Regions from separate parts of the Rattus norvegicus genome. Here all the other regions are linked to region 2. A link is a contact called in public Hi-C data. All regions are on one chromosome and are shown on one strand. Each heading gives the region's core, a stretch centred on a gene start, on an enhancer-like site or on the middle of the called end of the contact. The rest is flanking DNA. Distances are from core to core; before and after follow the strand shown. Region 1 overlaps Rpl36a-ps18 (ribosomal protein L36A, pseudogene 18). Region 2 holds the start of Cradd (CASP2 and RIPK1 domain containing adaptor with death domain). Region 3 has its middle 41 kb from the start of Mrpl42.

The links. A called contact is a pair of places that touch in the nucleus more often than the background predicts.
Region 1: a Hi-C map of Schwann cells shows a contact between it and region 2, with 4 times the contacts expected there. The contact joins the enhancer-like site here to the promoter of Cradd in region 2. A contact is called at or near these places in 2 of 12 Hi-C or Micro-C datasets (Schwann cells and hepatocytes).
Region 3: a contact with region 2 is called in a Hi-C map of psoas muscle, with 4 times the contacts expected there. The contact joins the enhancer-like site here to the promoter of Cradd in region 2. A contact is called at or near these places in 3 of 12 Hi-C or Micro-C datasets (the A7r5 cell line, the Rat2 cell line and psoas muscle).

The regions. Positions count from the first base shown.
Region 1 is chr7:31,602,666-31,607,240 of GRCr8, reverse strand. Rpl36a-ps18 (ribosomal protein L36A, pseudogene 18) reads right to left here. Exons shown (of 3, transcript XR_010053686.1): 3 at 1-1,583. Among named protein-coding and RNA genes, the nearest start is that of Rpl36a-ps18, 16 kb to the right of the region's middle. Within about 2 kb of position 2,855, at least 1 of the 93 cell types and tissues checked has an H3K27ac peak or open chromatin away from gene starts, as enhancers often do. A contact at or near this core is called in Schwann cells, where this site is marked.
Region 2 is chr7:31,837,109-31,841,645 of GRCr8, reverse strand. It overlaps Cradd (CASP2 and RIPK1 domain containing adaptor with death domain), which reads left to right and starts at 1,850. Exons shown (of 3, transcript NM_001108085.1): 1 at 1,850-2,004; 2 at 3,060-3,363. The coding sequence starts at 3,066. All of the region lies in intron 3 of LOC134479863 (death domain-containing protein CRADD-like), which reads left to right. LOC134479865 (a long non-coding RNA gene) reads right to left here and starts at 3,128. Exons shown (of 2, transcript XR_010053688.1): 1 at 2,151-3,128; 2 at 690-830.
Region 3 is chr7:31,985,191-31,989,502 of GRCr8, reverse strand. No RefSeq gene overlaps it. Among named protein-coding and RNA genes, the nearest start is that of Mrpl42, 41 kb to the left of the region's middle. Within about 2 kb of position 1,487, at least 6 of the 93 cell types and tissues checked have an H3K27ac peak or open chromatin away from gene starts, as enhancers often do.

The sequences.
Region 1 (4,575 bases), core at 1,606-4,105, 240 kb after region 2:
TTACAATATGAGTAGAGCATCCTTGTTGGGAGGATGGAATTGGGGTGGAGGAGGGATGGGGGGAGGGGCACGCCAAGCCAGGACATTGCAGACCTCGGCCATTTCCTCTCAGTCTGTTTCCAGCGCACGCGTATCTACAATAGTTACTCTTATTAGTGGATTACATGGTAGATATTTCCTATCTCAGCTACTTGAATGCTGGGATGGGTTATAGGAGTCCTTCCTTGTTCTGGCTGTTGGCACTGCTTTTGTGCTGTAATCTTTTGACTTTGCATTGAGAGACAGACCCTGGCAGTCAATATGTTCATATTTTCCAATGGAGGTCAAGTTTTCCCATTTGGGGAGCCGAGTGCTCCCCCAATATGGGTTGTTCTATACTCCCCTGAAATTGCCATAATAGTTTAATTTAACTTCTGCAGAATTCAGATTATAGTTCAACTCTAGCCACAGCCAAGGTTCCGGCTTATAGTTTAGTCACTCTATGCTCCAGTCACTCTGACTGTCCCAGTTTGAGACCCCTGGCTCCCATTCATCTGTAAAGATTGACCTGCCAGAACTCTGTAGCCTGTTTTAAGGATTCTTTTTTTCAATTTCCCCAAGCTTGTTGTTAATCGATTATACGATCCATTTCACTGACTCTCTTTAACCTGAAGATGGTCATTTTTGAAGCAGCATCTTACCGGAAGCTTTAAGGCCTTCTCATTTGATATAGAAGTTTCGGTCAGCCTTGGTACTGTAGTCTGTCCCCTCATAAATCCCCCTGATCTATTTCCCCTTGTCTCAGCGACCTTCTCAGCTGACATCACCTTTGGGCTGGTTGCCCTGAGAAACAGGAGAGGTTGGGTTTGACAGCTCTAAGCAAGCATCCTTAAGGCACGGTGATTTGTAAAGTAACTGAATCTCAAGGCTGGGGGGGTCCAGGAGATTGGTTAGTTCTAGATCTCTCCCCACACAAGAATTTGTTCTTGAATATTCACAGACCCTCTCCTCTACTAGAATCTTTTCAAGCAGAGAGATCATTAGTTGGCTGAGCAAACTGTTCTCTTGTTTCAAGTTCTAATTGCTGGAGTTATTAAGCTGAACTCTGCCTTCTTCCCATTAGTTCTAGGTGCACCATTGGGAGCAATACAAGGTAAGTGTTGATTTCTTATAAGACCACAGTAACTGCTCTTGTGTGTTGAGGTCTCTAGTGACTGACATACTTATTCGGAGTTCTTCTAGCTGCAAGCAATAGGAATTAACTCTGGCTAACTATCTCAGCTATCTTTGGCCAAATAAGAACTACTCTAAAACTTGGTGCCTCAAAGAAACACTCATTACCTCACAATTGCTCTGGGCCAGGAATCCAGAAGCAATTTACTAGGTGATTCTGGATCAGGGTGTCTCATACGTTTTCAGCCAAAAAAAAATGTCATCTGTCCTACTTCAGTCATCTGAAGGATTGACTGAGAGTGTGGGTCCCCTTCTGAGCTCTCTACCGTTGCTGATGGCAATAGGTCTCGTTGTCTTTTCAGCCATTGGCCGGAGTCATCTTTCTTTTTCACTTTGGTATGTCTCCAACATGGCAGCTGGCCTGGTATAGCCTAAAAGAAAGAGAGGCAAGGAAGTCATTTCATTGTATGATTTAATCTCTAAATTAGCTAATAAGGCTCTCTCTCTCTCTCTCTCTCTCTCTCTCTCTCTCTCTCTCTCTCACACACACACACACACACACACACACACACTCTTTCATTATTTCTTTTTCAGTGTTGGGAATTGAACTCAGGGTCTCATAATGTTAAGAAGCTAGTCTATCACTGAATTACTAAACAGCTTACTTTTTATATTTAGCTTATAGTAAGTGTAAGGTTTCTGAGCCAGAGACCTTGGTTAGAGACTGTGCTGGTTTGTACATACTTGACCTAGGGAGTGGCACTATTAGGAGGAGTGGCCTTGTTGGAGTAGGTGTGTAACTGTGGGCATGGACTTAAGACCCTCACCCTAGCTGCCTGGAAGTCAGTCTTCCAGTAGCAGCCTCCAGATAAAGACATAGAACTCTCAGCTTCTCCTGCACCATGCCTGCCTGGATGCCACCACGTCCCTACCTTGATGATACTGGACTGAACCTCTGAACCTGTAAGCCAGCCCCAATTAAATGTTGTCTTTTATAAGACTTGCATTGGTCATGGTGTCTGTTCACAGCAGGAAAACCCTAACTAAGATGGAGACTATTTATTTCAGTAGCTGTTTCTTGTATCCCATTGATGTCTAGGAAGGACATGGGCAGAAGAGAAAGTCTGTTCTACAAGATGGGGATTCTGAAGTTGCTAATTCAAAGCTCATGTTATAGCTGGAACTTTTACTCTAGTACCCACCAAAGAAAGGAATCAACATAAAATAGTCTCTAGGGAAACTAGGAAGTACTCTGTCCAGGAATATGAGTATGTAGCCTTAGGGAAGGTAAGAAAGAGTTTACTTTCCTTTGAATAGATATCAATTACTCTCGCTGGGCAGGTGGCTGTGCACACCTTTTATCTTAGCACTCAGAAGGCAGAGGCAGAGAGATTTATGAGTTCGAGGCCAGCCTGGTCTACAGAGTGAGTTCCAGCGCAGTCAAGGCTACGCAGAGGAAATCCTGTCTCAAAAAATGAAAACAAAGTGCAACCAAACCACAAAAAAGAAGTCAATGTCTCCCCTAAGGGGGGCTCAAAGCTCTACTGGGATGTGGGGAACAAATTATTTTCTATATTGAACGTCTGATCCTCCTGCCCCTACTTCCCAAGTGCTGGAATCATGGGCTCCCACTACAATGCCCAGTCTGTTGCAGGGCTGGGGTTAGACCCAGAGCTTTGTGCATTCAGGGGAAGCGTTCTACTGACTCAGCTGTACCACAGGCTGATACTTGGTCTTTAGAGGGCACGTCAGTTCCCACTGCTCAGAAAGAAAGCTCTGCTTCATAGAAACATGTGGACAGTCACACTATTTAGCAGTACCCACCCCTGTTCTTTCTTCTTCTTCTTTCTGTTTATCAGAAAGAAGGCACTAGGTCATCCCACATTCAAGGCAAGGTGCTTCTGGTCCTATCTCTTGAAGCCCAAAGAAACTAAAAAAATTAAAAAATAAAAAAAAGAATAAATAAAAATAAAGTGGATATTTTTAAGCCATCACATTTTACAACAAAAAACAAAACCACTAAAAAAAAAAAAAACCACACACACACACATACCCCCCACCCCTTACAGTTTGAATATGTAATAAATATATAAATATATACAATCCCTTTTCCAAGTTCCTGCAAGTGATACCCTGCGACATGTCATCTTACCTTACAAAATTGTCATCTGCATGAAGACCTGGTAACCATGGGGTATTTTGTGGTAGCTCTGTAAATAGACTTCTACTTAAAGATCCATCAACTAGAGTAAAAGCTGTCTTTTTCCCTCCCCCAACACACACAGCGACAGTCATGGGCTAGCCAAAATAGATATTTCTGTCCCCAAAACAGGAAAACAAGAAGCTGGTCCTTAGCAACATTGAGTTCCAACTGGCAAGTGTTAGATCTTCTCGGTCCAATTGGGAAATGTTAGGCGTGTACTGGGGCTCAAGGTGAAGGATTAGCTCTTCCTAACTCTTCCTCTGTTTCAGGGTTCTTAGTTCTGCCTTTTAAAGCCGTCCTCCTGGACCTGGGCTCAGTGGGTCGCATTGCCGTTAGTGCAAAGCCAAACCAAGCCCAGCCAAAACATCCCAGAGTAGAGAAAGGTTTGTTACCAGCAGCAGTCAAGAAACACAGAGGGTATATCTAAGTTCTGCCTTCCTGGAACAAAGGCAGGCTGGAGAGAACGCTCAAGGGAGACTGTAGATACTCAAACACCGCTTGTCCCATGTCTGAGTGTGCTTAGTTTAAAGTTAGCTTAAAAGAATGTAGACATCTTTTGACATGCTTATCTCAAGGAACACATGTTTAGAGGATTAAAATGATGGCTTGGAATACCCCTGGGCTTTGCACTATAAAGATCTCAGCTGGAAATAAAGAAATGACACCATCCTAGTTACTATCAGCTGGACACCGAGGTGGACAAGAGATGGCTTTCAAAGAGTCTTAAAAATAGCCCCAGAGAATATGTCTCTAGTCTAAGACATTTAACTCCTTGTAAGCACAGAGTTGAGTCCTTTGGCCTTGTAGAATCTTCAACAGACGTTCAGCTTTTCTTCTTCTCTGGGAATTTAAGCTTATAACGGTTACAGATTATCCAGCACGCATCTCTTCACATGTTTTTAGAGCGAGTGAGCTAGGCGGTTCTGACTCCGATCATTCTGATTTTACAGCAAAGATGTTGGTGGAAACGATAAAAGGAACAGTATGGGATCAGGACCCCCAAGACCAAGTCCTCAGCACAAAGGACACTCATTTACTCCAGAAGGACAGAGGGCAGGGAATGAGAGACAAAGACAGGAGATTGAGGGTGAGGGAGAAGGGGAAGGGGACAGGAGGAGGATGGGGTATTTATCCCTGGGTTAGAGGGCTGCCTTGGGATAGAGAGGAGACAGACTTGGCCCATAGGATAATGACAGTTTATAAAGGTAGAAGGGGAAGCC
Region 2 (4,537 bases), core at 601-3,100:
CTTACTGGGTTGTTCCTCATGGATTACTCAGTTTATTTTCTTATACAACCTAGAACCGCCAGGTCATGAATGGTACTGCCCACAGTGGGCTGGGCCCACCCACATCAACCACCAGTTAAGACCATGCCCCACAGTCTTACCCTTAGGCCAATCATCTGAAGGAGTCAATTCCTCAGACAAGGTTCCCTCCTCCTCTGTGACTGGTTTGTGTCAAGTTGACAAAAAACTAACCAGCACAGGGAAGTCTATGGTTTCTGTCTAACCAGTGATGATACATCATGTCAGCACATACTCAGTAGACATTTAGCTATCAAAATGTGCCACTCAGGAAACTTAAGATTAAGTGTTACCTAGTGCTTGTGAGGATCAAGGACATCCAATTGGTCAGCTTCTGTTCTGCATTTAACTGTATCACTAGGAAACCAGTAACTGGGACATATTCTCTCTTGCAATATACGTTAATACCAGAAATGGTACTCGATACTTCAGAATCATATGCAAAGCCTCATGGGAAAATCTACTAATTTATCTAATATTTGATGTCAAGGCTCATTTGACAAATTCCTGCTTGAATGAATTCCAGAAAATTTTATGTGGGTACCTATTGTCTTAGGATTTTTATTGCTGTGAGGAAACACTGTCTTAGTTAGGGTTTTACTGCTATGAAAAGACACCATGACCAAGGCAACTCTTTTAAAGGACAACTTTTAATTGGAGCTGGCTACAGGTTCAGAGTTTCAGTCCATTATTATCAAGGCAGGGACATGGTGGCATCCAGGCAGACGTGGTGCAGGGGGAACTGAGAGTTCTACATCTTCATCAGAAGGCCTCTAGGAGAACCCACATGGTTAGGTGTCATTGCCCACCCGAACACTTCCTCCAACAAGGCTACACCTGCTCCAACAAGGCTATTCCTCCAAAAACACTGCCACTCCCTGGGGCAAGCATATTCAAAGCACCACAAACACTATAACTAAAAGTAAGTTGAGGAGAAGAGGGTTTATTTAGCTTATACTTCCAAATTGTAATCCATCATTGAAGGAAACTGGGACAGGAACTCAGCCAGGATAGGAACCCAAAGAAGGAAGAAACCTGAAGGTAGGAGTGGATGCATTTATGTAGGGGTGCTACTCCCCATGGGTTGCTCATCCTGCTTTCATATAGAATCCAGGATCACCAGTCTGGGGTGGGACCACCCACAATGAGAACTGTTCACTGATATGTTTACAGATACTTTACCTTCATCTGGAATTACTGGTAGAAATATTCTTTTTCTATTGTCAAAAAAAATTTTTTTATCACATACGACTTTTTTGTTATGTGCCATCCAATTAATTAAAAATCAATCACTGAGTTTATTATATAAAGTAATTTGTGCAGGTATGTGTCTATTACTGGAAGTTGAACTCAGGGCTTAACTGCTAGAGTAACTTTCGACCAGCTTATTCTGTGTCAGGCTCTCCTGGGGTTTTTGTGTTCAGATTCACAGTTCGTTTACTCTCTCATATTAGTTCTCAACCTGTGGCTCTTCAACAACCCTTTCACAAGGTTAGTGGAAGACTATCAGAAAACACGTTTACATTACGATTTATAACAGTAGCAAAATTAGTTACGGAGTAGCAACAAAAATAATATTATGGTTGGGGGACACCATATGATGAACTATATTGAAAGGTCAAAGCGTTAGGAACAGCAAGGTTGAGACTACTGCCTCAGATTATTTACCCCCTCCCCTACCCCTTTTCAATCTAGGAGAATTTGTCCCTTTTGCCCATAGCAAACATGGCGGAGAACGTTAACAACCTGACCTCTTGCGCCCTCAACAAAGATGGCTACAGCACTTCCTGCTCTTGCCTTCAACAAAGATGGTCGCAATACTTCCTGTCTAGGACTTTTGCCCTCAACAAAGATGGTGTTTGTGGTACAGGTTCCCTATCAGTTTGGATTCCGGTTGTAGTTTTATTTATTTATTTATTTATTTTTTAACGATACGTGGTCGCGGACGTAAGTAATACGACTCCATCTTCTCTCTCAATCCCCGCGCTGTGGCGACATCGCCCCTGCGCGGCTCTGGCGGGGCAGGGCCAGGGTTCGGGTGGCGGTGCTGGGGATCGGTTTCCTCCTTGAGGGCAGTCGTCGGGTTCACTTACCGTGAAAACCGCCGGTAGCTCTTCCCGTTTGTGCCACAACCACGGCTTTCAGCTGCCGAGACGGGGAACTTTTTACAAGTTCCAAATGGAAACACGTTGCCAAATATGGTCACACACGCCCTCCTCACCTGCCACCTCCCGACTTTGCAGAGCAATGTTGGGATCGGGAGTCCTGCGTCTGTGGGCTGAAGGTGTCAGAAGCCCCGCCCGCCTCCTTTGGGTCTCTGTATCTCTGCACTACTTACCTCATTGCCACCACACAGCCACCTCTCAGCACACCAAGGACCTGAGCTCATTAAATGTCCCATGCATGAGTGCTCAGGGCCGTGCTGCGGCGCACATTCCGAATTCTTGTAAGGCTTATCGTAAAAGACACACAAATACTTATTTTCTTGAAGGTGCTGCTCCTGTAGTGACTTTTTCTCTTCGTAAGAAAGATCCTTAAACTCCTCCAGGTTGTCTCCCGTTGCTGGTCAGGGTCTATAATGTCCTTGGTCTCTTAAGTGGTTTCTGCAGTTGTGGGTGCTGGACTAACTCTGGCAAAGCAAAATTGAAGCCCACTATTCTCTAGCATTTACTTTTATATAATATAAATAAATAGATCAATAAATCTATAATCCCTAGGGGACTGCATTGTAAGTAAGGGATCAGACCTGTTTTCTGTCTGATCTCTTACTGCACAAGGAGTTGAAATAGGACTCCATTATTGCGGAAAGCAGAGATAGACACGGATTCATAACTAGTGCTGTTCATTATGCTGCGAAGTGTTAGAAATTAACGTGGTTTGGCTTAACAGCCATTTAGGAAGCACCGTGGCCCTACACTCTGTTAAGATGTAAAGCCCTGACTGATTTTGAGGTGCTCCGTCAGCACTCCTGAAATCTAGGTGCTGATTTTGGCTCTTTCCAGGGAGAAATGGATGCCAGAGACAAGCAAGTTCTCCGCTCACTGCGTCTGGAGCTGGGTGCTGAGGTTCTGGTAGAAGGACTGGTTCTTCAGTACCTTTACCAGGAAGGAATTTTGACGGAAAACCACATTCAAGAAATCAAAGCTCAAACCACAGGCCTCCGGAAGACAATGCTTTTGCTGGACATTCTGCCTTCCAGGGGCCCCAAAGCCTTTGACACCTTCCTAGATTCCCTCCAGGAATTTCCCTGGGTAAGAGAGAAGCTGGAGAAGGCAAGAGAGGAAGCCACGGCTGAGCTGCCTACAGGTAGGCCTCAAAGAGATCACTTCAAAACAGTTCTGAGAGCGCTTACCTAGGAAGCGCAAGGCCCTGGGTTCGGTCCCCAGCTCCGAAAAAAAGAACCAAAAAAAACAAAAAACAAAAAACAAAAAACAAAAAACAAAAAACAAAACAAAACAAAAAAACAGTTCTGAAATTGTTGCAACCGTGCCGGGTGGATTGGAAGTTAGTATTTTAGGAGGGGTCATGAACATGGGGAACACTTTGGACAGAGAGGGCATGGCATTGGAGGGTCAAGATGAGGAGGTGGCGTTAAGAAAGGAAGGGAAAATGAAGCATGAGGCTGAGAGGTTCAGGAGGGAGCTCAGAGGACAATTTAGACATGCTTCCAGGAAAACTTGGCCAGTCACTTGGGAGGCATGTTCTCATCAGAGAGCCAGGTCAATCTGAGCCCTTTGGCAACAGGAACCGTTTGGAAAGCGCAGATGGGAACGCAGGCTTTGGCCTGCTGATAACTGATTTGTGGGGTGCCAAGCTGCTAGCTGGAGGAGGTCAGATCCTGGGAGACAGCCTCTAGGAAGGCATGCCCTGCACCTGTCCCTGCAGCCAGCCTCTGAGGCCAGGGGGATTATTTCCCAAGCCTGCCTTAGTTTGTTTTTAAAGGCTGTTGGTGTAAAGTGGCCTTTTAAAATTTGGCTTTGGTCAGACACCTGGGGAATTTTATTTTGCAAGGGCAATCATTTGGGGGAGAATCTTGTTTTGACTTTCCAGGGGAACTGGAAGCTGTGATTTGAAGAGAAACAGCTTGGTGCTTGTGAGGGGGCTGTGGTATAAAGCGCTGTTCTCCTCAATTTCTCTCATGCACAGTACTTTTTACAAAGATTAGGGGCTGACCCAGAAAGGTTAATTTTAATATATATTATATATATTATATATACATATTATATATGGTGGAAAGTTGACCAATCCAACTTATCCAAACCAAATCAGTACATTTTCAGAGTTAAGAATTCAACATTTTCTGGGTTTTCGATATAGATACAGGACCAAGTCAGTGGTCTCCAGAGTTTATTGTTATTGTTTTTAAAAAAATGAGTGTAACAGAGCTGGTGGTGGTAGTGGTGGTGGTGTATGCCTTTATGGAGGCAGAGGCAGGTGGATCTCTGTGAGTACAGCCTGATCTCCATAGTGAGTTCTGGGA
Region 3 (4,312 bases), core at 238-2,737, 150 kb before region 2:
GAGGTGAAAACCAACACCTGAGGCTGTCCTCTGACCTGCACACACCTCACAGTATATGCATACACACGTGCACGTGCATGCACACGCACACGCAGTCAGGCACGCACGCACTCGAATGCGAACACAGGAGAGGGAGAGGAGGGTGGGGTGAGAGAAGATTCCAGATGGCGAAGATAACTGCGTTTTTTGTCTGTAAGTCACACAAGTCTCCCCACAGACATTCCCTTTTGCCTACGCTGGTTTGACTCGGGTTTCTGTTACAATTTTTTCCAGTAGAGAAATATCACTCCTTCAGTGGCTTCTTTTAAGCCTGGTTTTAATTTACATGGTCAAAAGTTAATTTTGTTTTTATTGTTAAAAGTTAACTTAATTTTAATAAGTGTCCCCAACATCTCATTCAAAATGGCAAAAACAAAGTGACCACAAATGACTTGCCTTTCGCCTAGTAAAAGCAGCAGATGTTCAAAATGACTCGTGCTTTATATGTAATATTGGGCTACATCTATTTAGGCAGGTCCCAAGTGTCCTTTTTTTTTTTTTTTAAAGATTTATTTATTTATTATATATGAGTACACTGTAGCTGTCTTCAGACACACCAGAAAAGGGCATCAGAACTCATTACAGATGGTTGTGAGCCACCATGTGGTTGCTGGGATTTGAACTCAGGACCTCTGGAAGAGCAGTCAGTGCTCTTAACCACTGAGCCATCTCTCCAGCCCTTTTTTTTTTTTTTTAAAGATTTATTTATTTATTATATATAAGTACACTGTAGCTGTCTTCAGATACACCAGAAGAGGGCATCAGATCTCTTTACAGATGGTTGTGAGCCACCATGTGGTTGCTGGGAATTGAACTCATGACCTCTGAAAGAGCAGTCCGGTGCTCTTAACCACTGAGCCATCTCTCCAGCCCCCCTTTTTTTTTTTTTTTTTTTTGATAGACAGCTTTAGTCTAAAGCAGTGGGTCTCAACCTTCCTAGCACCATGACACTTTAATACAGTTCTTCGGATTATGGTGACCCCAACCATAAAATTATTTTTGTTGCTACTTCATAACTATAATTTTACTACTATTATGAATCATAATGTAAATATCTGATATGTGGGACCCCTGTAAAAGGCTCATTTGCCCCCCCCCCCCACACACACACAAAGGGTTTCAACCCACAGGCTGAGAACCACTTGTTTAAATCATGGTTTGATTCCTCCTCTCCCTACCCCACCATTGTCATTCAAACACTTTCTTCAGTAAACAGGAAAGGTATCTCTGGTAAGAGAAATGATGTTTCACCCCTCCCCCGCCCTTTCTGTTTGTTTCATATAAAGTTCCAAGTGCCTCCCCAAGTTCACGCTTTGTCTAACCAAGACTTATTTCCACAGGTCTGTCTGTCCCTGCTTATTTTCCTCTCGCCAAGCTCTTCAGGCTGAAAGGAAACCTGATCCTCGTGTTTACCCAGATACACTCTGTTTTCAAGGACAGCTGTCCCGAGGTGACTAATGGTCTGAGTTCTTAGAAGAGAATCCCGGGTCTGCTGCAATGTTTATGACAACAGCGTAGCTTTTCTTAGCCTCCTCCTTCTTAGAGAATGAGCTTCCTGTTTCCTCCTGGGGAAGTCTCCCTCCTCAACTAGAAGTTTCCTAGGTCCTCCCAATACTCTCAGCTCTTACATCAGGAGCAGGAGCCATGGCCCTGCCTCAATGCCCTCTACACATGACTTAAACTAGTGCAACAGAGGAAAGTTCAAGACCTTATGAATGCCACCAACAGGCAAGTTTACTATTTCTGCTGGCTGTGAACTTGAGGACTTGTTAGGGCTGGCATTTCTGTAGCCATTTATGGCCACAAGGGGACAAATGGCGTGTACAAGAGCAGAGAAACCAAGTCCTGAATATTTGGCTAGAATATTATTATTATCATCCTTATTTTGAAAATAAATTTAAATGTATCTTTGTATTACAACCAGAACATTCTTAGCTGATGTCAAAAAGAGAGGAAAATTTGGATACATTGTGGTTTCCTTTTTGAAAGGACAAGATCTCAGAGGCAAATACAAACTTGGAATCTTTTGGGCTAGCCAACCAGGAGTGATGTGCTTGCCACCGTGTCCATGATAAAAAGAGAGTAATGTGTAAGAAAGAAGGCCGCCCCTCCCCCCAAATCCAATAAGTTGTCAGAATGGCAATAATCTGAGAGATTTAACCCAGTCGGCTACAATCGCTATGGCAACGATCCATCACAAGGAGGCAGCTGTCCTGATTAGTGTCTCTGAGACACCAGGAAAACCCACTGAAAAGTTGTAATTGGCTTCTTCAGAGGAGCAGAACCGATAGCATGTATATACGGCTATAACAGGATTCATTAGTTGCTGACATAACCAGAGGCTCAACAGTCCCACAGAGGTCATCTGCTGTCCAGAGTGTGGGAAACCCCATAGGTGCTTAAAAATTGCAAGCCTTAGAATGAATGGAACAACTAATGAAGCCCCGTGTAAGAAGCCCTAGAAGCCTCCAGATTAGTGGTTCTTTTCAATTTTGTTAAAGATTTGTTTATTTGTTTGTTTATTTATTTAGTTTATGTATACATTGTTGTTGTCTTCAGACACACCAGAACAGTAAGTGCTCTTAACCACTGAGCCATCTCTCCAGCCCCAGATTAGTGTTTTTTTAAAAAATTTTTTTAAATTTAATTTTATTTTTTTATTAACTTGAGTATTTCTTATTTACATTTCAAATGTTATTCCCTTTCCCGGTTTCCCTAATCCCTCCCCCTCCCCTTCTTTATGGGTGTTCTCCTCCCCACCCTCCCCCCATTGCCGCCCTCCCCCCAACAATCACGTTCACTGGGTGTTCAGTCTTAGCAGGACCCAGGGCTTCCCCTTACACTGATGATCTTACTAGGATATTCAATGCTACCTATGAGGTCAGAGTCCAGGGTCAGTCCATGTATAGTCTTTAGGTAGTGGCTTAGTCCCTGGAAGCTCTGGTTGCTTGGCATTGTTGTACATATGGGGTCTCGAGCCCCTTCAAGCTCTTCCAGTTCTTTCTCTGATTCCTTCAACGGGGGTCCTATTCTCAGTTCAGTGGTTTGCTGCTGGCATTCACCTGTGTATTTGCTGTATTCTGGCTGTGTCTCTCAGGAGAAATCTACATCCGGCTCCTGTCGGCCTGCACTTCTTTGCTTCATCCATCTTGTCTAATTGGGTGGCTGTATATGTATGGGCCACATGTGGGGCAAGCTCTGAATGGGTGTTCCTTCTGTCTCTGTTTTAATCTTTGCCTCTCTATTCCCTGCCAAGGGTATTCTTGTTCCCTTTTTAAAGAAGGAGTGAAGCATTCACATTTTGATCATCTGTCTTGAGTTTCATGTGTTCTATGCATCTAGGGTAATTCAAGCATTTGGGCTAATAGCCACTTATCAATGAGTGCATACCATGTGTGTTTTTCTGTGATTGGGTTACCTCACTCAGGATGATATTTTCCAGTTCCAACCATTTGTCTATGAATTTCATAAAGGCATTGTTTTTGATAGCTGAGTAATATTCCATTGTGTAGATGTACCACATTTTCTGTATCCATTCCTCTGTTGAAGGGCATCTGGGTTCTTTCCAGCTTCTGGCTATTCTAAATAAGGCTGCTATGAACATAGTGGAGCACGTGGGTCTTAATCCCCTTGGGCGTCACACACTAGACATCCTACCTACATTTACATTACAATTCATAATAGTAGGAAGATTACAGTTATGAAGTATGAATAAGAGTAATTTTATCTTGGGAGTGTCACTACAGCATGAGGAACTGTATTAAAGGGGTGCAGCGTTAGGAAGGTTGAGAACCACTGCTCTAGACCCTTACTGGGGAAGTCTGTGTTCAACGGCTGAGGACTCTGAAGTCACCTGTTCAAGTGACCACGCAAAACCACAGCTGGGTAGATGGCTCAATCAGTAAAGCTCCTGACATGTGAAGAATGAGGGGAGTTTGAACCCACATTTAAAAAAAGTCAGATGTGGTGTTGTGCTTTTATAATCCCAGCACTGAGAGGGCAGAGATGAGCAGATTTCTGGAGCTCACTGACAGTTCTAGCATAGATTGGAAGCCTTAGGTATCCACGAGAGACCCTGTCTCAAATGAATAAACAAAGTTGAAAGCTTCTGAAAAACACACAGACACAGACACAGACAGACAGACAGACACACGTGTACATACGAGCACACATCTGAAGGAGGCATGTAAGTCATGTGCCCACACATAAGCACTAGTGAAACCAGGAATGTTTAACACAAAGGATTATCTCTTCAAAGGCGAGATGTAAGGTC